6 separate regions of the Mus musculus genome follow, and all the other regions are linked to region 6. The links are chromatin contacts, called in public HiCAR-type and promoter capture Hi-C maps. All regions are on one chromosome and are shown on one strand. Each heading gives the region's core, a stretch centred on a gene start, on an enhancer-like site or on the middle of the called end of the contact. The rest is flanking DNA. Distances are from core to core; before and after follow the strand shown. Region 1 holds the start of Araf (Araf proto-oncogene, serine/threonine kinase). Region 2 holds the start of Syn1 (synapsin I). Region 3 holds the start of Uxt (ubiquitously expressed prefoldin like chaperone). Region 4 holds the start of Zfp182 (zinc finger protein 182). Region 5 holds the start of Zfp300 (zinc finger protein 300). Region 6 holds the start of Wdr44 (WD repeat domain 44).

Evidence for each region. Promoter capture Hi-C pulls out the DNA fragments that hold promoters and counts their contacts. HiCAR-type assays count read pairs that join an accessible place to other places.
Region 1: a contact with region 6 is called in a promoter capture Hi-C map of pre-B cells, with 6 times the contacts expected there. The contact joins the promoter of Araf here to the promoter of Wdr44 in region 6. A contact is called at or near these places in 2 of 39 promoter capture datasets (frontonasal cranial neural crest and pre-B cells).
Region 2: a contact with region 6 is called in a promoter capture Hi-C map of pre-B cells. The contact joins the promoter of Syn1 here to the promoter of Wdr44 in region 6. A contact is called at or near these places in 2 of 39 promoter capture datasets (cranial neural crest and pre-B cells).
Region 3: a contact with region 6 is called in a promoter capture Hi-C map of erythroid cells, with 43 times the contacts expected there. The contact joins the promoter of Uxt here to the promoter of Wdr44 in region 6. A contact is called at or near these places in 5 of 39 promoter capture datasets (the HPC-7 cell line, cranial neural crest, erythroid cells and 2 more) and 1 of 115 datasets of contacts at active chromatin or transcription factors (astrocytes).
Region 4: a contact with region 6 is called in a HiCAR-type map of astrocytes, with 11 times the contacts expected there. The contact joins the promoter of Zfp182 here to the promoter of Wdr44 in region 6. A contact is called at or near these places in 1 of 39 promoter capture datasets (erythroid cells) and 1 of 115 datasets of contacts at active chromatin or transcription factors (astrocytes).
Region 5: a contact with region 6 is called in a HiCAR-type map of astrocytes, with 10 times the contacts expected there. The contact joins the promoter of Zfp300 here to the promoter of Wdr44 in region 6. A contact is called at or near these places in 2 of 39 promoter capture datasets (cranial neural crest and hippocampal neurons) and 1 of 115 datasets of contacts at active chromatin or transcription factors (astrocytes).

The regions. Positions count from the first base shown.
Region 1 is chrX:20,846,586-20,851,071 of GRCm38.p6, forward strand. Araf (Araf proto-oncogene, serine/threonine kinase) reads left to right here and starts at 1,958. Exons shown (of 16, transcript NM_009703.2): 1 at 1,958-2,034; 2 at 3,342-3,497; 3 at 3,660-3,763. The coding sequence starts at 3,402.
Region 2 is chrX:20,919,129-20,923,700 of GRCm38.p6, forward strand. It overlaps Syn1 (synapsin I), which reads right to left and starts at 1,790. Exons shown (of 13, transcript NM_013680.4): 1 at 1,285-1,790. The coding sequence starts at 1,661.
Region 3 is chrX:20,958,992-20,963,672 of GRCm38.p6, forward strand. It overlaps Uxt (ubiquitously expressed prefoldin like chaperone), which reads right to left and starts at 2,987. Exons shown (of 7, transcript NM_013840.3): 1 at 2,943-2,987; 2 at 2,689-2,795; 3 at 947-1,028; 4 at 744-811; 5 at 367-474. The coding sequence starts at 2,786. It overlaps A230072C01Rik (RIKEN cDNA A230072C01 gene), which reads left to right and starts at 2,685. Exons shown (of 6, transcript NR_027445.1): 1 at 2,685-2,721; 2 at 2,859-2,987; 3 at 3,546-3,666.
Region 4 is chrX:21,059,338-21,063,639 of GRCm38.p6, forward strand. Zfp182 (zinc finger protein 182) reads right to left here and starts at 2,701. Exons shown (of 5, transcript NM_001013387.2): 1 at 2,557-2,701; 2 at 1,166-1,191. The coding sequence starts at 1,180.
Region 5 is chrX:21,087,675-21,091,964 of GRCm38.p6, forward strand. It overlaps Zfp300 (zinc finger protein 300), which reads right to left and starts at 1,555. Exons shown (of 5, transcript NM_001358840.1): 1 at 1,332-1,555; 2 at 848-906. The coding sequence starts at 862.
Region 6 is chrX:23,691,756-23,696,151 of GRCm38.p6, forward strand. It overlaps Wdr44 (WD repeat domain 44), which reads left to right and starts at 1,296. Exons shown (of 21, transcript NM_001305675.1): 1 at 1,296-1,514; 2 at 1,670-1,784. The coding sequence starts at 1,708.

The DNA.
Region 1 (4,486 bases), core at 708-3,207, 2.8 Mb before region 6:
TCAGTATCCATGCACTGGCTACCAAAATTCCACCATGAATTTTGACAAGAACAGACCACATCCACACCATAGTAATATTCTCTTTACTCTTTCCCCAAATGGTAGCTAGTTTGATTTCTTTCACTATAAACTGGTTTTTCCTGGCTTAGAATTCCATTGAAAACTATAGTAATGAAAACTATAGTATTACTCTTTAGTTCCTGGTTTTTTTTCCTTCTTTTAAACTTAGGTCTAGGAAATTCATCTATGCTGTTCTATAGTTGTGATTGCTGAGTGTTCTATTATGTGACGTTGTCATAGTTCATGGTCTATTCTTTTGTTGGATACCAAGGCTGTTTCTAGTATTTTTTTGTTTTTAGTTTTTACATTTCCTAATATGAATAAAGCTAATCTGAATATGTGCATACATGTTTTAGTGTGGATATGTAATGGGCTGTGGTTGGCTCACCATAGCCAATTTAGGGCCTTTCTTAATTCTGGTTCAGTGATGTCATATTGGTAGTTTGAAACATCCACTGTAGGAATCTTTATACCACAACTGACAAATGTTACAAATTACAATTGTTTTCTTTTTGAAAAGCTGGTTGTTAACATTTACCAGCATACCATGTGGGTATATGTTTTCATTTCTCTAGAGTAAACACTTAGAAATGATGTTGTTGGATTCATGATTGATTGATTTTCAAATTATTTCTTGTCCTGTTTTTGCAAAGAACTTAAAGAAAGAAATCTTATCTTTTTATAGAACCAACAGACTCAGCCCATTACATACAGGTTCTCAAAATAACTACTAGCTCGTTTTGAAGTAAGAAAACGTGACGGTACCATTTGGGACACAGAGTTTCTCTTAAATTCATCTAGTAGTCAGGGTGGCCATCTGTTACTTAACTATATCCAAAGGAAAACCAAGACTCATATCTTAGAAGAAAGAAGGAACAACTTTGAGCTGGACACATAGAGGAAGTTTGCATCAGACAGGGAGATAGGGGTGTTGTTACATTTGAAAGAGATGGTTTCAAGGCCTTTAGGAAAATTTTCTGTGGTTGTAAAACTGGCAAGAGACTGCCATACTCTTTGGGGAGGGGCAGGGTGCTGAGAATTTAACTCAGGGCTTTGTGGTTCATTCTCTTGTTGAGCTACAACCCTAGAACTAAGCTTTTAAGGAAGATTTATCTATCTATCTATCTATCTATCTATCTCCAATAGACAGAGAAAATAAAAGTTTTCTGAAGGAAATGCTCCAAAAAAAGAATGTAGGTACATACACATGTGTGTGTCTGTGCCTTTTCTTATTCTGATGCCTGGGTAAATTCAGTTTAAGAATTATATTCATCCTAAAATATGTCCACAAATGGCTGCCACAGGATTGCATTCCAGAACAACACTCCCTTCTTCACCTAGCCAGCTGTGGTCTGTCTTTCAAATTCCTCAACCCCTTTCCTCCCTCCCTAGAGCCAGACCTCCAGCACGGATCCGCTAATTAGCAAAAGTTATGACTACAGTTTCTTAGAGCTGGTAAATACTGAACATCATTTAGTCTGAGTCCACCCTGTTTTAAAGACCATCAAATTAAGATATATGAATAGTCCTTTAAAATGTGCTTTACACTACTGGCCAAATTGCATTTAAGGGTTTCTCTTGCTCAGATCAGTCTTAAATGGCCAGAAAATACAAAACTGAAATGGAGTCGTGCCTCTGACACGCACACCAAAAAAAGACAAGCTTCTTTATTCTATAGCACGGTTAGGGTTAAAGTCCTTAAAACGCAGTAGTCGCCCTGACTGCGCCTGCGCGCCAATCAGGACAGGCGAATTTGCCCTAGAGACAGCCATTTGAGCCCACCCCTCCTAATCCGGAACACGACCCACATTCCGCTGGCCCTGTCTTGATGGGCATGATCATCCTCCAATAAGAATGGAGAGACGAGTCACAGCGAGCCAATAGCAAAAAGCCTAGGGACGGTGGCGGTGGACTGAGAGGAAACAAGAAGACAAGCCCAAGATGGAGGCGGTGGTGGTGGTAGCGGTGTGACAGGTGAGGGCAGGCCCGGTAGGGTTCGGGTTTTGGAGCGGCTGCGGGACCCGGGTATGAAGTCCAGACCGAAAGCTCAGCTCCAAGATGCTTCCGTCTGAATCTCAGCGTTCTCCCGCCCGGAACCAAAGGAGTGGTTTGACCAGGGCGAGACCGTCGTCATCGACCGTGGGAGTGGATGGAGGAGTCGGCCTGCAGGCTGCAGTGGTGGTTTCGCTTGCTGCGCGTGGCAGTGCACCTGCACAGAGCTTGAAGCCCTTGGGGAGGGCGGGACGGAGCCAAATTGGGTCTGGGGTCTGGGGCTTGGGTGCGAAATTCCAAGGTGAATTCTTAAACCCCTTAAAATGTCTAATGACGTTTCCTCACGACGTCCAGGAGATGCAGCTCTCTCCCATGGTTCCTTATTGCCCTTCATATTCTACGCCACCTAGGAAGATGTCTGACGATTACCTCATTATCCCTAGTTCACCCTAATCCCTTTCCATGATTTCACAGTGCGTTTACACCAGTAATCTGTTTGTGACCCCCAGTAGTTATCAGGTACAGTTTTTGGAAACCCTTCCCCCAACCTCACCTCCATCTTCTTCATCTGGATACCATTGTCTTCCTTTGCCTTTCCTCTTGATAGTGTTTTCTGATGAGCCATCATTGCCACTGCATTTGATTTAGTGTGTAATGTGGTCTGTTATCCAGCTGTTTTTCACAGTCTGTAGTGACTCTTATTACATCTCTCTTTAGTCTAGGGTATGGCGAACCTCTGTGGACTCTAGAGGGTCTGGTGACCTCTATTAGCTACCTGACAGTACCTTTGATTCTACCATTAGCCTTATAGCTTATGCTCTGGAATACCCACAGTGCCTTTTAAGGTCATTGGTACTGTCTTCATTTCCTTCAATCTAAAAACAAGGTCTGATGATCCTCCATTTTCCTGTCCCCTGTCTGTGTCTGATTACCCATTCTCTGAAGCTAAGACAGCCTGTTTATTTCCATTGTGTGCCTGAGACCTGTGATTTTTCAGTGCAGTACATAATGGCTTCCCCATTAATCTCTAGAGAGTCATGTGTTCTGCACTGTCCAGAACCGTGTGCACTGTCTCCTCACTGCAGTGAGTCTCAGATCTTGGTACTCAACTATGACATAAGCAATAGGAGATTCTCAGCAGAGAAGGGTTAGTATCATTGGGCTGGTTCATAAAAAGTGGGATTTAGGGAACAGTGGGAACTTGGAGATGGAATTTTATATGTCCTCTGCCACTCTGCTTTCAGGCTGTCATTACTAGACCTCTGAATTTCTCCTCTGTCCTCTGCTAGGAGGCCTATGGCAGCTGCCCAGTCCTACCTCAGCCCATCTTGAAAACAATCTTAGGCAACATGGAACCACCACGAGGCCCTCCTGTTAGTGGGGCTGAGCCATCTCGGGCAGTTGGCACTGTCAAAGTGTACCTGCCTAACAAGCAACGCACAGTGGTGAGTCACTCAGGCAGTACTGGCAGGGGTTCCAGATAGTCGTAGTGTGGGATCAGAAGGGTGGCGAGGGTTAGGGAATGAATGCTGCAGAGGGAAGGAATAATTGGCTAGGGTACCTATTGGATACTGAAGACCCCAATCTCTACACACACACACACACAGGTGACTGTCCGGGAAGGCATGAGTGTCTATGACTCTTTGGACAAGGCCCTGAAGGTGCGGGGTCTCAACCAGGACTGCTGTGTGGTCTACAGGCTCATCAAAGGGTAAGTATGGAAACCCCATGCCATTCACTGGGTCCCTACACACCTCCTTTCTTCAGTGCCATCTTATTCCTCCTCATTTGTCTTGGAGTCTTCCACTATCTGAGGTAACCCAGGTGACATCTTTCGTTTCCCTTCATTGACCATTGGAAGGTCTGCAATTCACTATGCACTCAGCCCTCAAGTCCTCAGTCTGTCACCTTCCAGAGTTCATCTGTTTTGTTCTTTCACCATTTCTTGAAGTCACAAGCTCTTTCTTTTCTCATGGTCCCCATACACCATGGAGTTGGTGGTCTTCATTGACCTTTCTATTCTTTGTTTGTTTGTTTGTTTGTTTTGTTTGTTTTTTTTTTTTTTTTTTTTTGAGACAGGGTTTCTCTGTATAGCCCTGGCTGTCCTGGAACTCACTTTGTAGACCAGGCTGGCCTCGAACTCAGAAATCCACTTGCCTCTGCCTCCCGAGTGCTGGGATTAAAGGTGTGCGCCACCACGCCTGCCTGACCTTTCTATTCTTGTGTTCCTTGGTGCCTTAATGTTTTGGATGGAGTTCCTGTTTTCATTTTACCTGTTTCAGTGTCTCAGGTGCTGGCTTACTACGCCTGAGATGTAGTTTCATTTGCCTCTCACCACATGCTTAAGATCATGGATTAAATCTGGGAGTGGTGGGTATACCTGTTAGCCTAGCGCTTGGGCAATTCACCTAATTGCTTGAGCCTGTTTCCTCAT
Region 2 (4,572 bases), core at 540-3,039, 2.8 Mb before region 6:
AGGCAAGCACAACTCTCCTTTTATCCAAGAAAGATGTTTGTGGAGAAGGCCTATGTAGACCAAGTGTTCCATAAATGCTCTAAAGAAGGGTGAAACAAAAAAGCCTTTGGCAAAAGTGACCCAAATGGTGCCCACAGCAACTGCTAGATGTTTGAGTATTGGATTAACTCTTATCACAGACCTTTGTGGAGAGGTCTTTGGCTGGGTCATGTAAAAGGTGCTCAGTATATGGTGATGGAAGCCCCTAAAGGACAAATCATTAGATAGAGGATTGGGAGTGGGGTATATAGCTGACATTCAACAGACACTTGCTGAAAGGAAAGGATCTTTTGACAAGGCTCTCATTTTAGGGAACTAATCAATATTGAATGGATCCACCAAAGACCTTTGGAAAAGTGTCTGGAGAACAGGAGATTCAGAAAGCACTCAATAAATGTCTTGTAGAGTCATTATAGGAAAAGGTCATTGAGGAGAGACTGGTAATGAGTCACACATAGAAAGCTTGAAAACCCTCACAGAATTCATGCTTGGAAAATGATTTGTTTGAGGCAGGTTTAGGAATAGTACATGTTAAGCATTTAATGCCTCTTAGATCCTTCAGAGAAAATGGGTCCCTTCAGAGCACGTACCTGGACTTGGCATTCAGTCAAGGTTCATAGGATCCATTAGAGTCAGAGCTTGTGATGAGAAAATGAGGTGGAATACACAACAGACACATTCAATCACTGCTTACAGACAAGTTTGAAAGGTCTTTGATGAGGGCTCTGGGGTGGGACATATAGCATCAATTGGATACACGTTCACAAGATCCATTAGAGAGATGGCCTTTGGGCAAGGGGTGAGGGTAACTGCGTGAATCAGGCTCTCAAAACATGCTCAAGGAAGTCCTTAGAGCCAAAGACTTCCAGGGAAGGGCTCTGCAGTGAGGTATAATGCAGGTGCTAATGCTTACAAGACTCATTAGGGAATGAGACCTTCCAGGCAAGAGCTGGACAGAGGAGGTAGGGCACATTTGGCCCTTGAAAGCTTTCTGCATATATTGAAGCCAAAAGCTTTTGGGAATGAGTAATAAGAAGAGGCAACAGATAATTGCTCCTTGTACCCATTTTAGTTTGGGGGAGGTAAAAGTGGGGCTTAAAGGGAGAGCTGAGCACAAATCATTAAAAGGAAGGAACTGGGCGAGGGGGCCAGATATCAGGCGCACAAGTGGCGCTCGATAATAGCTCATTCACTGTAGAAACATCTGGGTACCCAGGCCCTCGAGGAGGCGCAACAGCGGCTTACCAGTCGGTGTGCGGTTCGTCGATGACCAGCAGCACCCTGGCGGCGGCGCCCCCGCGGCCTGCGCCCCCAGAGCCACCGCCCACCTGCTCGCTGAAGGTGGCGGCTGCGGCTGCTGTGGTTTGCTTGACCGCGTTAGACAGCGACGAGAAGAAGCCGCCGCCCCCCGAGGACCCAGGACTAGGGGCTGCTGGAGAAGCCACTGGAGCAGCTGTGGAGGCCCTCTCGGCAGAGGCTGTCGCGGAGCCGGGCGTGGCCCCAGGGCTGGCGGCCGAGGGAGGCGGCGGGGGCGGTTGCGGGCGCTGCAGGTCTGTCATGTACCCATTCGGCAGATTGGCCATGAAGTTGCTGTCCGACAGGCGGCGCCGCAGGTAGTTCATGGTGGCGGCGTGGGGCAGGGGATCCAAGGGGCAGTGGGTCTGTGGGCCGCGGGGGCGGAGCGCGAGGGGCTCAGGAGCACGGCGGTGCTCTCTGGCACGACGCGACTCCTCTGCTGCCCGCTGCAGACTGAGGCAGCGCCGAGGCTCTGCCGCCGCAGAGCGTATGGTCGCGCCCGCACCTCCCTATCTTGCACCTCTCGTGGTGCGGTCCGACTGGACTCACGGCAGCATGGACGCGACCAAGGCGGCGAGGAAGGGGAGTTTGGGGAGGGCTAGTGAGTGACGTCAGTCAGCCTTTGGTGCTGGGGAGGTGGTGGTGCGCGCCGGCAGCGGAGGCGAAGGCTCTGACCGCGGTGCTGAATCCGACAGTGCGCATGCGCCGCGCCGCAACCTCTTCCCCTCCCCCTCTGATGGGGGCGGGGGATGCGCAATTTGGGGAGTGGGGGTGGGGTTCTTGTCCTGAGGGTCCGGACCTGTAGTAACGAAACTCCCTCCCACGATCCTACCCTGTTTACCAACCTCTTCCTATTCCTTAGGCTAACTTGCACTTACACACTCTTGCCCTTCCCAGATACTTGGGTTTCCAGTGTTGATTTTCACCTTTGAAGGCATTTTGGGGATAGAAGCACACTCAGAGGGGAACATAAATGTAGAAATTCTCCTTCCTGCAGTGTTCCCGGGGAGACATCTCCTATAACAACTCTGTCGGGCAAAGAAAAGAGCACGGGGGTGGCGTAAACATCACCAGACAGGCGGAGGTGGACACTTGGGTAGTTAACATATCCTTGCCCTTGGTGGTGAGAATCTGAAAGAACACATGGAATAACACAAATAGAAAAGGAAGGAAAGACAGAATATATATGTACATCACAGAACACACAGGCATCCAGGTATATATGTAGACACAGAAGCTCAGGGTAACACACATGAGCATATTGAGCACACATTACACATTCAGATAACACTTTGACTCACACCCAGAGAATCTCACACAAGTGCACACATCTAGGAAAAACACAGACTCCCAGATGAGCAAGGAAACTCTGGGTATGCAATGCAGAAGCATTTCCTGCAGCGCTAGCTCTGATGTGTTTTCAGCCTCCTCCACATGCACATATTTAGTCTACATGGCCTCATTCCTCTGCTCCGGACATAGCCCAAACCCAGTGTCATTAGTGTTCATGGATGTCTTCCTCTTTGCAGACAGGAAGCCACATAATACTTTCATGTGGAAAAATAAAGTAATTTTGGTGGTCTGAATAAGAAGGCTCATATATTTGAATGCTTAGTCACCAGGGACTGGTGCTGTTTGGAAAGATTAAAAGGATTAGAATGTGTGGCCTTGTTGGAGAAAGCACGTCACTGGGGTGGGTTTTGGGGGTTCAAAAGTCCATGCCAAGCCCAGAGCCAGCCAGCCAGCCAGCCAGCCAGCCAGTCAGTCTGTCTGTCTGTCTGTCTGTCTGTCTGTCTGTGTCTGTTGTCTGTGGATCAGCATATAGCTCTCAGCTATGGCTCCAGCATCAAGCCTGTGTCTGCCACAACACTCCTGATTATGGTAATAATTTACTCATCTCTGAAACTGTAAGAAAGCTCCCAATTAAATGTTTTTTTTTTTTTAATGAGAACTGCCTTGGTGATGGTACCTCTTCACAGCAATAGACCTAAAACAGTAATTCAGGCAGTAATAAGATGTAGAAGCCATTATGTCAACTTGTAAGAGTCTGGCTATAACAAAATTGCAAATGCATAGTTATTTGTTTAAATGTACCTTGGCTTATCCAACAATCTGATCTACAGATAATATTTCTACTTTGCAAATTAGGAATTAGGAGAATTTATGAACTTCAAATAATCTCCCAAGAATAATGTTTGCTGTGATTGGTATATGAGGCAGGAAGATGAAACAGCTAGTGCCAGTGTCTTCACAACAAACTGGAGTGAGATTTTAGTAAGGAATAGGGCCAAAATGATTGGGTACATCATTGACCCCAGTGAGCAATGACAGTGGAACAAGTGGCAGAAGTTTCTTGCCTGAAAGATTTTAGAATCACCTACTTATTCATTTCTTTTAAAACCAGATCTTGCTGTGCAGCCCAAGTTAGCCTGGTCTCAGCCCCTACATTAATGAGATTCCCGGTGTTCATTACCAACTCTGGCCACTTGCTCATTCCTTATTTATGAAATCAACAGTTTGTTAAACACAGCAATAATAGTGTGGTATCTGGAGTCACATAGCTTAGTTCAAGACCAGCCTCCACAATATGGTTGGGAAAGTGAGTTAATCTTTCTGAAAGTTTTTTTTTTTTAATCTTTAAATGAGGAAGGAGAGGCATAACCTCTGTGCTTTTGCAAGTGCTGTAGCCCCATCAGAAACCTGCCTGCTCATTTTGTCTCCAGAAACCATGCCTCCACTTCACCTTTTTCCATCCCTTTCTCCCTAGGTTCTTAGGGTTCCTAAGTTCAATATTTCCAAGCCATCCTCATAATTCCTCCTCTATCCTAGTGAGTTCCAGTCTCAGTAGAATTAGCCTTTGCTTGCCTAATCCTTCTTTCTTTCTTCTTTTTCTTTTTAAAGATTTATTTATTTATTAGATGTAAGTACACTGTAGCTATCTTCAGACGCACCAGAAGAGGGCATCCAATCTCATTACAGATGGTTGTGAGCCACTATATGGTTGCTGGGATTTGAACTCAGGACCTTCGGAAGAGCAGTCAGTGCTCTTTTAACTGCTGAGCCATCTCTCCAGCCCCCTAATCCTTCTTTCTTTGCAGGATACTCTCTGGCAATTCAAATAAGGAACTTCCTGCATATGGGTATTTCTTAATGTTTTAAACTATGTAACTATATTGCTGATTTAAGAAGAAAAGCATGGCCTCTGGTGACCTCTTTGGTGACTCAGAAGCAGATGCA
Region 3 (4,681 bases), core at 1,737-4,236, 2.7 Mb before region 6:
GCCCCGAAGAGGAAGGTAGTATGTTTTTCTAAGTACCATCCCAGGTAGCCACAGGGAAAAGGGTAGAGTATTAAAATTTGTGATGTCTATTTATTATTTTTTCTGTTTGTTTTATACACAGAGATTTGTTTTATCACCCAGAGTTGCTTCAAATTCATGATCCTCCTGCTTGATTCTCTAGAATCCTGGGATTACAGGTGTGAACTACCATATCTGGCTTTTATATATTTTGTGTATGTGTTTGTGTGATGTGTGATATGGATAGAACCTAGGGCTTCACACATGCTAAGCAAATGTTCTTACCACTTCCCTGTACCCTTAGCCAATGTAGTGGCTTTAGATACTATCCTCTTGGAATGCACTCACTCTGTGAGGAGAGAACTCTTTCGGTCAATGAACTTGAGTGCTTCAGCCAGTGTCAGTTCCAGGAAAAAACCATATCCCAGGGCCACATAGATGCGTGAAGTATCTGGGCTGAGGAAAGAGGTCAGAGGAAGTGGAAGAAGTCTTTATTACTATTTAGCACACTGTATGGTTTAAGGTGTTTCCTATTCCTTCCTGTTTCTCAAAATGAAGGCTCTGTAAAGGCAGATACTTTGTGTTCATTTTGGCCACACCCACAACATGTTGCTCATATCCTAATGAAATATAAAAGCTACTAGAGCCTTGTATATAGAAAATACTAAGAAATACTTGTTCCATGAAAAAAGGGAGAAACTCAGGAGGGGAGAGAATATACTCACACCACTGTGTCAACGAAGAAGTTACAGCCCAAATCCACCTGCATATATAACTCCGAGTGATTAGTTTCCTATAGGGCCAGGAGAAAAGAGGTAGGTGTCAGCGGGCAATTTTAAAGGCAGATAAGGTTTTGTTCTTGGGGTTTCTTCCCGCCTCCCTTCTTTGTACACATACACAAAGTGGTACCCAATTTAAAAACCTTTACCTGGAGTCGCTCAATGACATTTCTTAGTTGAAGATATACGGACAGCTGCTCATATACCTTGTCTCGATGATCCAGCACCTTTCTGATATGTAGAAATACAACAGTGAACATTAGGCAGCCTTATTCCTCTTGAGATGCCAGGCATTTTAAGTCAGGTTGTGGTTGACATGGATGTAATTCATGGGCTGAGGCAGGAGGATTCTGAGCTCAAGACCAGCTTGTGCTACATCGTGAGATCCCGTGCTCCCCTCCTCCAAAACACACACAATGGGGTATAGACAGAGACACAGCAGGCATTTCAATAAATACAGGTCAGACTGTAGTTCAGCCTGACCTCTACCTCTTACTAGGAATGTGACTATGGAAAGTAGAAAACCTACCTAGGATTAAGTTTCTTCACATAGAAAACAGAGATGGCCGTAGTAGCACATAAGAGTCATTAGAATCGAGTGTTTACTACAAAGTGTTTTAAATGCTAGCCAAATGGTAAGCATTATATACTTGTTACCTATTATAATTATAAATATTACATTTTATTCAGTGACTTATGCCAATTAAAATGTCCCATCTTCACCCTAAATGTACCTCTCCATCTCTTTTAGCATGCTCACACAGTCCTAGTTCTAAATACCTAACTTTCTATTCAGATTAGTAATGACAGCAATAGCAATCATCCAGTTGTTGAGTCTTTAGTGTATTTCAGGCACTGGGGTCAAATTCCTTTCCTAAAACAACTATTTAGGTTATTTGTTTTATTACCCAAGACAATATCTGAGTTTCTCAGGCTAAGTATTGAATTTGTAAACACACCAAACAATTCTTTCCTCTCAGCCTCAATATAATAATAGTGGGGTTTATCTGCATTTTTAAAATGTGTTCTTACTTGCATTTATGTGTTTATTTTGTGTACATGTATGGGTGCCATGATACATACCTGGAGGTCAGAGGTCAGGTTTTTGGGAGTCTTTCTTTCTTCCACCATGTGGGTCCCAGAGATCTAACTTAGGGCATGGGGTTGGAGGCAAGCCATCTTGCTGGCCCTAGTTTGCTTGTTTTGAGACATAATCTCAAAGCCCAGGCTATACACAACCTCGAATGTAGGTGAAGATCACCTTCAACTCTGGGTCATCCTGCTCCTGACACTATCCCAAGTACAGCAATTGCAGGCCTGTGTCACCACACTGGATTTTTTTTAAAATAGAATATTGTTCTATTTTCAAGGCTGGCTTGTAATCCTGGCTAAACAAGTGAATTTTCCCATCTCTCCACTAGAAGTGGCACACACCATGGAGCTTGAGCCTGGCTTTATTCTATTTTTTTCTCCCTTTGAGAAAGTTAGTCTGTAGCCCAGACTGGTTCTCAGCTTTACAAAGATCCTCCTGCTTCTGGCTCCCAAGTGCCGGAGTTGACACATTTAAAACTCAAACACCACGTTAAGAAGGCCTAATAAACTTTTCCATTTCACAGATGAATAAAGTTCACAAAGGTGAAGTAAGGTACAACTTGTTCATAAATATTGGTTAAATGGCCTAGTCAGAAACACCCTGTGTTCGGAATGACTATTTTAAACCAACAAACAAGGTCAGAGCTCTGCTAAAGGGACAAGTTCCAACCACATCTCAGCCCAGAAGTCAACCCTATTCCCAGAAGTCTGGGCGGCCAATCCGAAAGTTTGGTCGGCATTCTGTCCCACCCACCACGTGAAATTTCTCAAACGTCACGCCTCCCACGTTGTCACTCACTGCAAGTCTCGCTGCAGTACGTCACTGATAAAGGTCTCGTACCGCAGCACTTTCTCCCCCACCGTATCCAAGGCCCGCCGTTTCGGGGGCGTCGCCATGACGGGCACCTGGGGGAGTAAAGGGGGGGGCACGTTGAGCGCTCTATTTAAACTTCACAAAATTCTCTCCAGCCACTCAACGTTGGGGATGACTTCTTTCGGCTCGAGCTACGGAGTTGCTTCTGCCCAACCCGATTTTGGAACTCGTTCACTCACCGGTACAGGAGTACGGCGTTTACCGTAGGGCCACCGGCAATAACTGTTAGTATGAGCCGCGGCTTCCGGGTGGCGCGGATGGATGATGTAATTTCCAGCAAGGGAGCCAACCAAATCGATGGGAGGGGCGGTCCGGCGTGTGGGAAGATGCACTTAGGGGAAGGGCTGCAGGCGGGGCCTGAGTGAATCCTTGGAGGTAGCAGGATCCTATGGATCTAGATGGGCCTGGCACGCCGCGGTCTGCCAGCAGGCGGATCGTCGCGAGCTGGCGGGAGACTGGTTTGGGTGACGTTCAATGAGATTTGGCGGGTTCTGAGGGAGGGTGGACTTACAGGAAGGTAGGGAGAGGGAGTTAAGTGTTTATAATTAGTAATTTGAAGTGTGTGTGTGTGTGCGCGCGCGCGTTGGTACTGAACTTATAGGCAGTTGTGAGCTACCATGATGTGGGTGCTGATAATGGAGTTTACATTCTCTGCAAGTTTTATGTGTTTTTAACTGATGAGCCATTTCTGTATTCCCCCCTCCTTACTCTTACATTTGTTTTCCTATTTTATGTGTTTTGTCTGCATGTTTATGGACTACATGCGTGCATTGCCCACAAAGGCCAGAAGAAGTTGTGGGATTCCCTGGAACTGGAGCAACCAACAGTTTGTGTGCACCATGTGGGTAATGGGAATCGAACCTGGGTCCTCTATAAGACTGGCCAGTGCTCTTAACTACTGAGGTATCTATATAGTCCCTATTTTTTTCTTTTAGAAACATTTCTATTCTTTGAGAGTTTCATAGATGTATGCAATATATTTTCATCATCTCCACTCCCTTTTCCCTCCAACTCCTCCTAGACTCCTCCTACCACATTTTCCTCCAATTTCATATTCTCTTTAAAACAAACAAACCAAATCAAAACCAAAAGAACTCACTGAGACCACTTAAGCATTTAATAATTTTAAAAGCACAAGAGTGCCTATAGACCAGCAAGGATTATGGTACTAATCTATAAGGAAGGCAGTATATCCTGTGGGGATCTGTTTGAAAAAAATATATGTTGCACACATTGTTTGGTTTTCACCCTCCATAAAGGGAATGAATAAGAGCACATAAAAATGTTTAAATGGAGACAAATTTTAAGAAATTTATCTTGAATGAATTTCTGCTTGGTGGCATGCAGTCCATGATGAGGGCTACAGAGAAACCTTGTCCCCCAAACCAAAACCAAAATTTGATGTTACATGTATTTAAAAGTAAATTTGATGTGCTTAAAGCAGATATTAGGAAGCTATATAATATTAGTTAATCTTTATTTGCTAAGGAGAACAGTTTAGATAGACTAGAGTTGGGTCTGTTAAGTTTATTAACATATTTCATGTAATTTTTCTTTAATTTAAAAGATACTTTTAGGTTATCCAAATGGCTCACTGGTTAAACGGTGCTAACCAGTCTGACAGCCTGAGTTCACTCTGCACGGCGGCTTGTAGGTTACTGCTGTTCCTGACATAGAGATAGCAAACTTCTTTTTTACAATGGGAGGTAGTTACTAAAGAAGATTCATAACTGGTTCAACTGCAAGGAATGTGTCTGTTGCTGTGGTAGAGCTGCTCAAGGTGGTAGAAAGTAATAATCACCTATATTATTCTAAGTCTTAGAGAATAGAAGGCAAAGTGGGAAGAATGTGAAAGCTGCAGGAAGGGAGCATTGTCTCACGATTTACACTGTTGGGCATGACCATTGCTATTTTGAAT
Region 4 (4,302 bases), core at 1,451-3,950, 2.6 Mb before region 6:
GTATGTAAATCGATAATCTTGAATCTAGTTAACAAACACACTAGCCCCCACAGTATAAATATGTTATAAATATGTGATCCCATCTTATATGACATCCTTGTGAAAACAAAACTGTAATAACACAGAATAGATCTATAGTTGCCTGAGTTTACAGGATGGGATACTATAAGAGAACAGCATGAAACAGCTTTTAAGGACGATGAAACTATTCTCCATCTTCCTGGTTAGTTAGTTACATCAATCTACTTGTGTTAACATTTATCAACTTGTACAACAGCAAGATTTCACTGTAATTAAAAAATGAACAAAAAAGATGGTAAGGTGTACATATCTTGAGGAATTTGTCTTTTGGATGCAAGAGAAATGAAAATCCAATTGAGGAAATGATTGCAGGAAAATCATTTGAAAGAGAAGAGATTTCATTCCCAATGTCTCCATTCTCTCTAGGGAATTTTGTGAGAAAAAACTGCAGGAAAGCAAGGATACATTTGATCAGTCTATTACTGAAGACAATTCTACATAAAGACACCAAAAAAAAAAAGGCTCCAAAATACAATTCCAGAAAACCTTGATTTTCCCTGAAGCCTTGGTATGCTCTATCCTAATGAAATAAGGCAAGTCAAAGTAGTGGCCACACAACCACATGGCTGCCAGACTGTTCAACAACAAACTGGAAACTCCAGTTTAGTTAAGATAATCTTAACTAAAGAATTAACATTTTTTTTAATTTTTTTTTTTTACTTTACAGTGGTGCAAAAATGATGTGAACTGAATAGAAACCATACTTCAAAGTTTGATTTTTCCTGGAATAAACATAATTGATACTCTATTCTCTCATGATATAAGGCAGCAGCACTGAGAAATAGCTCCTGTAAGAAATGTCATTATGGTCTATACACACCACATGATGTTTAGTGGGATAAGGGTATTAAATGAAATTTCAACTATGAATTGACATAACTTCCGAATACAGCAGCATCATAAGTTAAGAAACATCTGTTACCCTTCCTTAGTCAATGCATCAGCTATCTAACTTGACCTTAATTGACTATTTTTCATTTTCACTGATCTCAGTAATTTATAGTTTCCTATTTTGCAGTGCTGATGCCTAAATATCGCATCACATCTATGATAAAATATAGAAACAGATAGACCACATACTTACCTGGGGTTTGGCCATTTCCTGCTTTTCTTGAGAAAACAAATGTATGAAAGCTGAGCTAGAATGAGTAGAGTAGAATATAACAGTAGAAACCATTAGCTTTGCAGTACTCAGAATCATCTGCCCAGAAATCTCTTCACATGCGAGGCCACTCTCTGGAAGAGTATGGACAACTCTAAGTTTTTTGTTTTGTTTGGTTTTTGTTTGCTTGTTTGTTTTTTGTTTTGTTTTGTTTTGAGACAGGATCTCTCTGTGTAGCCCTGGCTGGCTTTTAACTCCCAAGTACTAGAATTAATGGAGTGTGCCACCACATCAGCAGCAACAATTCCTTGTAGTACTGATAGAATCTATTCCTAGGGCTCTGTGCATGCTAAGCCAGTACTATACCACTGAGATACATAGAACAGATTTTAATAATGCCAAACTAAAGCAATCATAGAAAATGTGTAATATGATAATAAATAGAAATTCAGGATGAAATGCTCTATAGTTGTTAAAAAATGTATGGAACTACACACGTATTATCTACATATTTTGTAACTCAAAGTTTAGAAAACTGTTTCAGAAAAATATCTTAAGCCAAATTAAATTTCTAAATAAGATATATAAAACTGCAGGCATACATTTTAAATATATAAATTAAATGTTAACTATTAAGTGATATATAGCTCTTGAATGTCTAAGAATGGACATTTAAATAAGGGAAAATTAGCTCCTATTTTCTTCTCTATTTTCAAGTTAATTCTTTATTTCTTTATTTATTTAGGTTTTTCGAGACAGGGTTTCTCCTAGCTGTCCTGGAACTCACTCTGTAGACCAGGCTGGCTTCGAACTCAGAAATCCACCTGCCTCTGCCTCCCAAGCGCTGGGATTAAAGGCGTGTGCCACCACCGCCCGGCCTCAAGTTAATTCTTAACTCAAATGCTATTTATTACACTCTAAAACATAAGCCTCTACCTATTATTCAAATGGTACCTGTCTATCCCTCCTCAGACCTCCAAATGTCCAAAGGCCGCTAAGGCTCTACAGATGACGTTTTTTGTCTGCTTGTTTTCCTTTTTCTCTCACCTCCCTCACTGGGGCTGTTTAGCTCAGGTGCTGTAAAGAAGTCTTTAAATGCTGATTTAATCCAGCACTCTTCCCCATGATTCCTGCGAGCTGTACACTGGAAGACGGAAACAAGGGGGCGCATCTAAAGAGGGGATCACTGTGCTAGAAAATGTGTAAAAGCTAAAGTTTAGTACGACTCACTTAATCCTAACTAGCCTCATAACTTTGTCCACTATTAAGTCCGCAGACCCCCGTTTACTCATCTCTCAAGCCCCCATCATCCCATCTCCCAGTCTCTCGCATCAATGACATACCCGAACCTCCCTCCACTTAGAACTACCCACCACTCAGCTCGCGACCCCAGTCTAACACAGACCCTCATCTTTACTCAACCAGATTTTTTGCAGGGTGTTGAGTAGACCTTTCCGTAAACGGCCTGGAAAAGCACTTCCGCATCGGACCAACTAGCTGTCTCTGTCGCCTAAACTTAGGACAGCGGTTTGTTCTACGCATGCTCAGGTTTGCCTTTGAGACAGCATCCGCCAATAGTCAACATGGCGCGCAAAGGCGACCAGGCTCAACGCAGGCGCAGAGGGTAGTGGGCCGCGTCGGTGATGTCACCGATTAGGAAAAAAAAAACAAAAAACAAAAAAAACAAACGGCATCCACTGTTTCTTTTATACTCCCGAGTCTCCTGACAAAGCTGGTGTTTGTTTTGCAGAAATTAGCAGTTTCTAAGGACGTCAGGCGCCATTTTTTTTTGATACAGCAGAAAATGGGAGGGTCCAATTAAGAAAATTATTAAAACAAGGACGAATTCCTGTGGTGAATTCAGAGAGTAGCCACAGGGTACAGGTGTAATTAACAAGACAATGCAGGCCTGCGACCTCTTTAAGTGATTTGAATACCAGTTTAGGGAAAAGCCTTGGCTCCATCCTTTTGTCTAGTACTGGGAGTTTGCATTTTAGTATCTAAAGGACCATAAGACAATTCAAACAACAAACTTAAGAATTTACTGCCATAGAGGGCCACACAGTGGGAAAAGTAGTGTTTTAAGTGGTGGCTGACAATGCCTTCACCTTTCCAGAGAAAGCAGTCATTGTGCTGGGAATGAGAAGGTGTGGTTATTGACTACATGGTATAGGACTTTCTAAACCAGAGACAGGGCATCATATTTTATTTATTAAAACAGACGGAGCAACCTAACATTGTATACCGAGCTTAAAATTACATATAAATCTACAAGCAGTTAGTTACCGCCCACTTCACTGCACCCCTGCAGTGTATTCAATAAAAAACTATTCTTTTAAAATGGTGCAGGATAGCCCAAATAAAACCCTCACCTCTTCGTGTTACCCAACAGCTGGCTGGGGGCCTTTTCCCAGACAGGATTAGTGGGCAGGGTAAAAGATTTTCAGTCACTGGTCTTTGGCAATTTTTTTTTTCTCCCTGTTTGGTGGCAAGTGATGGCTGCAGCAGGTGGCAGCACAACCTCGAAATGGCTTAGTTGGGAGTTTTTACCACAGCTTTGTTTTGTTTTGTTGTTTTTCGAGACAGGGTTTTTCTGTGTAGTCCTGGCTGTCCTTCTTGGAACTCACTCTGTAGACTAGGCTGGCCTCGAACTCAGAAATCCGCCTGCCTCTGCCTCCCAAGTGCTGGGATTAAAGGCGAGCGCCACCACTGCCCACGTTTGTACCACAGCTTTTGCTACCACAAAACTTGGAGAACTCAAGAACATCCTGCAACTTGAAGGGGAATATTTTCCCCCAGCTGGCCCAGCCCAGGGACTGCTGTGACTGGTCCTAAAGAGGCAAGAGTCTCAAAAGCTATGATTGATGCTAAAAGGCAAGGCTAGGGTTGTCTAAAGCATTCGGCTGTGATTAGTGCTTATGCTTGTAGAGCTAAGGGTCCACATACCAGAAGCCTACAAAGACTATACCACTTAAGGAGCTACCTGCTGCTGCCGCCACCTGCTTATTCCGGTCAAATGTGAGGTAAACCACACCTTCTAAAGAACAGTACTTGAAGAGTTTCTCCTCACCTGATTTCCCTCTCTGATTTTTTTTTGTACATTATTGGCTTTCACTTTT
Region 5 (4,290 bases), core at 305-2,804, 2.6 Mb before region 6:
GGCTAAAAGTAAATGGACAACCCTCTGAATTTCTCAAGGTTTCCTTCTAGATCATAAAAATGAAAAACATTCTGGAAAAGAATATGAAGGACATATGGCTTATATAGTCTTCTTGGTCATCAAGTTTTTATTCACATGTAGTCCAGGACATATTTGTTGTAGGCTTGGCTTGGCTTTCCTGAACAGTCACATCCTTTTTAGTTTTGTTTTAGCAAGACACCTTTGGTTGACAGGAAAATAATTTAAGTTACAACAGAGCAATATTAGCCTTGTGTTTTCTAATAAGGACTTGAAGGACCCATCAGAGGACTGTCTGACCAACACTAGGAAGTTTGTGCACCCGTGGAAGTGGCTTACTGTTTCTTTAATAATGAGATACAAGTGAATATGTTTCATTCCTCTTATGTTATGGCTTACAGAAAGCTCAGAAAATTAACTGTATTTTAACATAAAATATAAAATCCTATGACACACTCACACTCTTGTGCTGGTCTTGTTCTATATCCTTAAAGTTTGTGTTTATATGTATCGGCCTTATAGAATAAATAATAATGCAATAATTCATATACTCACATATAAAGTTTATTATATATGTATCAAAGCATTGTTCTAAACATATATTAATTCAATTGACCTTCACAATCACCATACAAGGTAGATATTATCGTTATTATCTTAACCATTCCCATTTTACAGTTAAGAAAATTAAGGCACAGAGAGCTTTGGTAAGCTCATAATGCTGTTAAGAGCAATTTAGCTGCAGATTCTATAGTCTTAACCACTAGACCATATTGCTTCTATCCTAATATGGGCAGAGGATAACTGGGAGAAGCAAATAAGAACTTACCTGGGACTCAGTCATGACTGACTGTTGTGGAGAGAAGCCAAAGGCCTAAAAAGGCAGAACTGTTGAGAGGGAGAAGAAAAAAAGAGTTTCAGATGGCAAGGATACGCAGACTGAAAGTTCACCAAATCACCATGCCAGAAATTCACAAATGCCAGCAGGTAAAATGGCCACGGTATATAGCTAAGAAAAATGCGAAAGGGAATTTGTTTTCCCTCGCAGATCCTCATTATCCAACAACACAGCTCTATCAGGGTCCTCATAGGCAACTGCAATACTCCACAGAGCTCAACATCACTTACACTACTGACCCTATCACTCTACTGCACGCTCATTACAAACCCCAAATATTCCCATCATTCACTTCACTACCCGCCTCCATCAAAGCCTCTACAGATCACTCATTTAAGGGATCTCCATCACTCAGCCTGCAGCCTCCCGCCCACATTTTCAATTCTCATTTTTGAGCCCCTCCCCAAGTACTCACCGAGTAAATTCGTGTTTGCAGTGTGTTTGCACTTGTCTGTCTCACTCCGCCTGCAGAGTGCCAGCCTGCTCACTTCCGCTCTGAATGAACTCTGCACTCCTTCACTCTCTTCTCCGATCTTAAAATCTGAATTCTTATGCCGGCAAAGTCTCTTTTATATTTCCCGTATCAGTCATAACTTCCTGAGATAACCACTTTTTAGTCCTTTTCCCCGCCTTAGTTACTGCGAGCACTAAACTTGCGCATGCGCAGTAGCCCTTCCTGAAGCTGTCAGCGCTAGCGGACCTAAAATATTTTGATTACCACAAGGATTGAATTTGCAGGCAGGAAAAATGGATGCGCCAATAAGCCGTGTTTTTAAGGGAGCAGACATCTTTATAACTTTTGCCGTTTCGTACAGCGGAGAAAAAAATCTGCCTCAATGTTTAAAGGAGATGAGATTTTTTTGAGGAATTTGAACACTTGGACAGAGGCACACTAAGACGGGCGACCTTTAGAGCTAAGGGCTACAACCCCAGCTCCGTATCCCCACCCCGACCCCTGGGCAGGGAGATACCAAGAGGAGACGGGATTGGGTGAGGGAAGATCTGGAACGCTGCTACCCTTCCTGGGAACTATATGGGGTAAAAGAGAATCAGAGCAGAGAACAATGCGTTCCTCTAAAGAGCAGCACCATTATGGACACGGGGAGAAATCATGGAGTTGGTAGTTCTTTCAAGGAAATACCACTAGAGAGGTAGGCATATTTTATTTAGGCTAGCTGTGAAGAAGACTCAGATTGGTATGATCCTCTGTATGGGAAATACCAGGATGCTGACGTATGCAAATCTAAGGGCAGTAAGAGTCTGTGCTCAGAGAAAGGGATACTGAAGAAAGTGACGCTGGTAAACTCAGGTGCAAGGAAAATTGGAGACAAAAACGCAGGCAACGTTGTTGTGGCTTAGAGATGAGGAGGAGAGTCCACAAAGTCCTGACTGTGACACCTCACCCCCAACCCCGCATACCCACATTCCTGGAAACATGTGGCAGAGAGATTTGGGAAAGTGCCTATGCCAGGCTCTGGGTCCTATGGAACCCATCTCAGGGTCTTCTACAGTCATGGAGGAACCAACAGGAGACTGATCCAGCTTTAGACTGCAGACACTGCATTATCATTTTACCACGTGAAAGCCGACGTAACATGTAAGGGTCAACTAAGTGATTCTTTTTCATGGCTATTGCAATAGAGACATTTTTTATTAATGAAAAATATACTAAAGACAAGGAAGAAGGGTTAGGGTTAGGGTTTTTATAAAGACACATCAATAGAGCAGTCATCCTTGAGCCATGAGCATGGATGACTTGGGTCTTATTTCAGAATATGGAAAAGGCACGGGGAGTGCTATGGATTTGTGTATCCTCCCCAAACCAATGCACTATTATTTGGAATGTAGTCTTTGGAAAGTAATTAGAATTAGATAATGTTGTTAGGGTGAACCCTGCTCCAATGGAATTGGTGGACTAATAAAAGACACATAAGAGTTTACTTATTTTTTGTTCACACATAAATCAAGTCACATGACAATGCAGTAATACACAGCTATTTGTAAACAAGAAAGACAACTTTTACCCCAAACCAAATCAGCTGACGTTGCCTTTCCCAGCTCCCTGAACTATGAGAAAGCAACTTCCTAGTGTTTATGCTGGCATGTTGTTGTGGCAGCCAGAGCCAGAAAAGACAGGGACCTGGAGAGTTAGCCTTTTACTGGACCACAAAAGGAAACAGATAGGGAGCTTCATCCCTGCTTTCCAGGAGCACAAGACTCAAGCTGAGTGACATTTTCAACAGCATTTCAGCTTGCTATGCTCTCATGATTCTCACTTCTTCCCACTCTGCCAATCACACTAATTCATACCCATTTCAGTTGCACTGTTACTAACTGTTCATTCATGGCCCGTGTTCACATTTACTACCTCATATGAAAACTGTGCAAGGGGAGAGGATCTGGGTCCATAATTCAGTGGCAGCTCACATTTGTACCATGTAAAGAGTTTTGCTTTGGAGTCCCCACACAAAACCCAAAGAAACATTTAAAGACAAGTAAGCCTTTATTTCCATGTTTCTCACATAAGGTCAAATGAGTTGCTTATTTTTTGATGATTAGAGACCAAGTGTTGTATCCTTATCTGACTCCTCCAGCAACAGCAGAAGTGGTGTTAGTGGAAGTAGCTACAGGAAAATGACCCACAAAGGCAGAAGGCCTAGATCTTTTTAGTAAGTGGGAAGCTATACTCGGTGTCCCCAGTCAGGACCCACTTGTGCCCATCTATGATAAAATGTGGCACTGAAGCAACAGTCCCATAACCACTGTGCAGACAAACAGTAGCAACATTTATGGGTGCCTTGTAAGAAATGAGAATGAAAAAATAGATTAGGGATTTAAAGCACTTTGTATATAAAGAGCACTGCCTCCTTAGTGAACACAAAACCCACTTTACCCTGAATATAAGGAAACTGTTTCTCCAGAGTTGGCTTCTCTTCCAAATACCTTGTATAACGTGGTGTTCTTGTCTATTAGTAGCACAATCTTCCTTCCAAATTTGCTTGGAGTCTACATTGTTTGTTCCCACAATGAAGCATTTAGGATAAACATCCAAAAACCTGGATGGTTTTAAGAAAGAAGTTGGATTTCTAGCTCTCCCTGACTTCCTTGAGCACCATGGTGAAGAGCCAGGGATTATTTATTATGCAGGGTTTAAAGATAATGTCACTCTAATGAGGATGCCTGGGGAAAAGGCAAACTTTTTTATTTGAAAAAAAAACACATATAACATGAAACTTACTATGTTATCCATTTTAAAAAATATTTTTATTATTACGTATTTTCCTCAATTACATTTAGAATGCTATCCCAAAAGTCCCCCATACCCTCCCCCCCACTTCCCTACCCACCCATTCCCATTTTTTGGCTCTGGCATT
Region 6 (4,396 bases), core at 46-2,545:
TTACAATAAACCAAAATATTTTAAGAAATGTATAGGTTCACTAGTAAGTAATTAGGTAGAAAATAAATTTCTAAATTTATATGGTTATATGTTTTCATATAACAATATATTTTGATAAATTTTCATGAATCAAAACAAAAAAGGCTTTCTTCCATAGTATAGTGAACAAAAAATTTTAATTTGAGATGAACCTTTGTTCTTTTTTTTTTTTTTTTTTTTTGAACAGGTTCTTAGGTAACACAGGCTGCACTCAAACTCATATAGCTTAAGATGACTTTGGAATACTGATCTTTCTGCCTCCACCTCTCAAATGCTAGTATGGATGGCATGCATCACTGTACCCAGTATAATTAGCTTATTTTTAATTGTCAAATAATTGTTTATATTTGGGGTAGTAAAATGTGATGTTTTAATCACTGTAAACACTGTAGAAAACGTCAATAAAGCCGTATCATCTCACCAGTTTATTTTGTAGTAAGGACCATAAATCCACTCTTTAAGTTAAAACATTTAAAAAACATAAAATCTAGTAGTAATTCTTGACAAAAGTTATACTTTCCAAAGGATCTATAACTCCCCTGCCTGCACTGTTATGTGATACATCTTGGGCAGTATATAGTTTCTCTCACATCATGGGCTGCGACGACAGTTAACTATTGAGAAAAGTTGCAGTTCTTATGATGGCTCAGCTCCAGCAATAAATCCACCATTACTCTTGGGAAATGGGACACACCCCAGCTATCTCTTTCTTATGGACTTTGCCCCTTGGCCATCTGGATCATATGTAGGGATCTCAATTAGGGATCTTATAGCAAGTGAATAAGACAGATCTATTCCTACAGACTAAAGATGCTAAAAGTGCCAAAACCCTAAGGCGGTATATTTTAGACTTGGCTGAAACGACTAAGTAATATACAATCCCAAAATGCCCACAGAACTCTCTCAGGATGAACGGAAGAGACTCAAAATCATCCCTCTCAAAATGCTTCTTTTGAACTGCAGTTAGCAGAATCAGTAAATAAACGTCTAAGGAAACTGCACCGAAGTCGGGCGTGCCTCGGAGTTTTGGCAGACAGCTGCTCCTGCGCAGGTCCCAGACTCCACCCCACCGCAGGCTAGACACCGCCCTTATTCCCACTACTTCCGGCCTCTCCTAAACGCCCTCAACACGCTTGCGCCATTTTGACAGGCTGCTCCCGCATTAGTAATCATAAGATTGCCTCTCTGGGACCGCCCCCCGCCACCTCTCCGCCCCGCCCACGCTTTACCGGCCGGCCGCGAAATCTCGCGAGGTTAGGTGCGCGTCGGTATTTTGCGGGCTAGTAGCTTTCCCTGCAACTGTAATTGCCGCTGCGGGAGAAATTGGAGCTGCTGTCGCTGGCACGCCCGCTGCCTGCTCTCCGGGACGGAGAAGCGCCACAGCCTCTTCTCTAGCGCTCTCCATACACCTAGCGCCCGGGTCGCCGGCCACTGTCCCAGACCCACTGCAGCCACCTCAGGCAGTCGCTCTGCAGGTCATCCCCTTAGCCCAGCAACTGAGGGTGGTCCCCGGTCCCGGGTTGACTTCTCACTCCACGTCATCTGTGCCCTCCTCAGTGTCGCCCGGGGACCCACCTCTCCACACTCTTAACTGACGAGGAGGAGACGCTCAGAATCACCCTTTCTCTAGGCGGAGCCGGCCCCCTCACCCGCGGGTGTGTCCTATAAATGGCGTCGGAAAGCGACACCGAAGAATTCTATGATGCCCCTGAAGATGTGCACCTGGGGACCGGCTATCCTGTAGGGTAAGTACCAGAAGCTCGGGCCCAGAGCTCGGGCATCCTAGTCTCCTGCTTCTCCCGCATCTCCCTCTACTCCCTTCCCCAGTCCGTCTGTGTCCGTCACCGCTGTTCCTCTTAGTCTCACTTGGACACCTCAGAACCCAGACCTGGGACTTCTTAGGGCAGGATGAGTTGGAAGAGGGAGAGGGAATCCTCCTTCACCCTTTTCCCTAGTGAGCGGTTTGGGGACTCTTTCGGACCCCTTTCTTGTCTTAGCCAGCCCTTGAGCGGATGGCATTTGTGCCTCAGAGGCAGCGATTTGTATTTGCGGGGTTCAAAGCTTACCTTTCCAACATCTGTTTTGGCCCTCGGGGACCAAAAGGAGCGGTAGCAGGACAAATTGAACTTCCCCGGCTTCTCTCTCTCTCTCTCTCTCTCTCTCTCTCTCTCTCTCTCTCTCTCTCTCCTATTCATTTCCAAAGTGACTGTAACTCGACCCTATTTGCCACTCACCTTTTCTTTTACATAAAAAAAGAAGCGGGGGGGGGGGGGGGGAAGGCAGGTATTTATTTAAGGAGGTTCTCCAGCCTGCGCATGAGTTCAACATCAGCTGTGTTTTACTGAAATAGCACTTTACTGTGTGCCAGAGGAAATTGTAGACAAGATCCTTAGCATTAGGGAGAATGCTGTGGTCTGAAAGGGCAGCCGGACATAAATGTACACAGCCGAGTACAGATCTACAAACAAGTGCTGAGTAATAAGGTCCTTGGAAGGAGAGCCTAGCTTGCTGCCCTTTCTCTCATTTTGCAAGATGTTTTACTGGTGATTAATATGGCTAGCTCTGAGTAGGAAGTTCACTAGTAGGAAAGCGTCGCTGACCAGGATTTGGACTTAACTTATTTTACTCCCCTTCACGTTTCAGAGTGGAAACACAGTTTACAATTATTTCACAAACTCTTCTCCTGATGTGTCTGTAACTAGAAGCACTGAAATGTAGTCTCCAACTATAAGAATTTGAAAATTAAATGATAAAATGGGTGTGTTCGTGTATGATGCTCAGAGTTGAACTCTTAGTTTTTAGAGTTACCCCGTGGATAGAAATAAAGTGACAAGTATATTTTAGAAGGGATTTCAAAAATCTGCTATGTATTGTATACGCTATATTTCCCAAAGTTATAACAACAAGATCAGAAAGAAATGTATGTTGGTAGATTACTAATGTGTGTGTTTCCAGGAAGCTGTCTGTCACTGTTGTGAAATGTGGGGATGATAGTGATCTGCCTTGAGATAGCCCTAAATGGTCCTGACATTCAGTATATGATCCAGGTTCGGAACTCAGTAGGACAGGATAGAAAAGTGCATTTGGATTTTCAAATATAATGGATTCTCTGTGGCTTTTTCTTCAAAGTAATAAACTGTCAGTTCTGGTTAAGTGAGAGAATAAAACACTTAGTAAGCATTTATGGGTTGCTTAGTTTTATTTTTTCTTTCTTGTCTTTTTTTAAGTTGGGAAGGAGAAATTATCAGTTTTCACTATTGTTAGCAATTCAGTGTCATGGGATTGTTGTTTTTTACTAGTTGAATAAAGTAAGTGTAGTCTAGAAAGAACAGTTATTTCAGAACCTCTGTAAATTGTTAGTTCAGTACCTGACATAGAAAATGTATTCCAATGTGAATTCTTCTCTTTTTTTCTTGGCATTGTATCTGTTAATTTTATAGAGTGCTTACTGCAGGAGGAAGTATACAGAACTTAGAACTGCTTTACTTATTTGTACCCAGTGAGTCATTGTGAGAGAATTGATAGGCACTCATTTCCCCCTGGGATGATAGAGTTCTCAACTTTATAGTAGGTGAAAAGTTTGTTTCTTTTAAAAGTCCTGTGTGTCCCAGCTTCCCAAATTTAACTCTAGCTTACCCCCAAACTGAGCATGTTGAGAGCTCTATGGATAAAATGACAAGATTTCTTTTTTTTTTTGGGGGGGGTTATATGTCCTCCTTCCTACTGTATTAGTGAGAGAATCGGAAGAAAATACACTTATCTGGAGAGTTGGACCTGAGAACAGTTAGTGATATTGAGAAGGCAGAAAAGGGAAGAATTTGTTTATATTTCGCTCCATCCTCTGTGGCATATTTTAAAGTGCTGTGAGCAGACTTAGCTTGGCAGCTAACAGCTTAAAAAACCCAGTGACAAATTGTGATTTCGGAAAACAGGTGGCATCACTAGCTGGTTGATCATAATAAATGTCTTCCGTTCTTTGACATGAACCAGAGTGGTTCATATAAGCTCTAAGAGGCTAATTGAGTGGTTTGGGCCCTGTGAAGAAATGCTTCTTCATCTTTGTGTGTTTGGGAATATATAGAGCAGTTCACCAACCTGTCCTAAATTGAGTGCACACACTTGAGAGACACCTTATATTTTGTTAGTCAGCAGAATCCAAGTATACAGTCTGCTCCCTAATATTGATTTATTACTTATATTTCTTATTTATTTATTTATTAATATATCTTTTGAAAGCTAATTCAATCAGCAGTCCAGTTATTAGAGTTTGAGTCCAGTGCAGTTATGTTTGCACCGTCGCAGACCATGTCTTCCCCAGTTTGTAATGTGTACACTTGTGATCATTTCTTTTGATTGG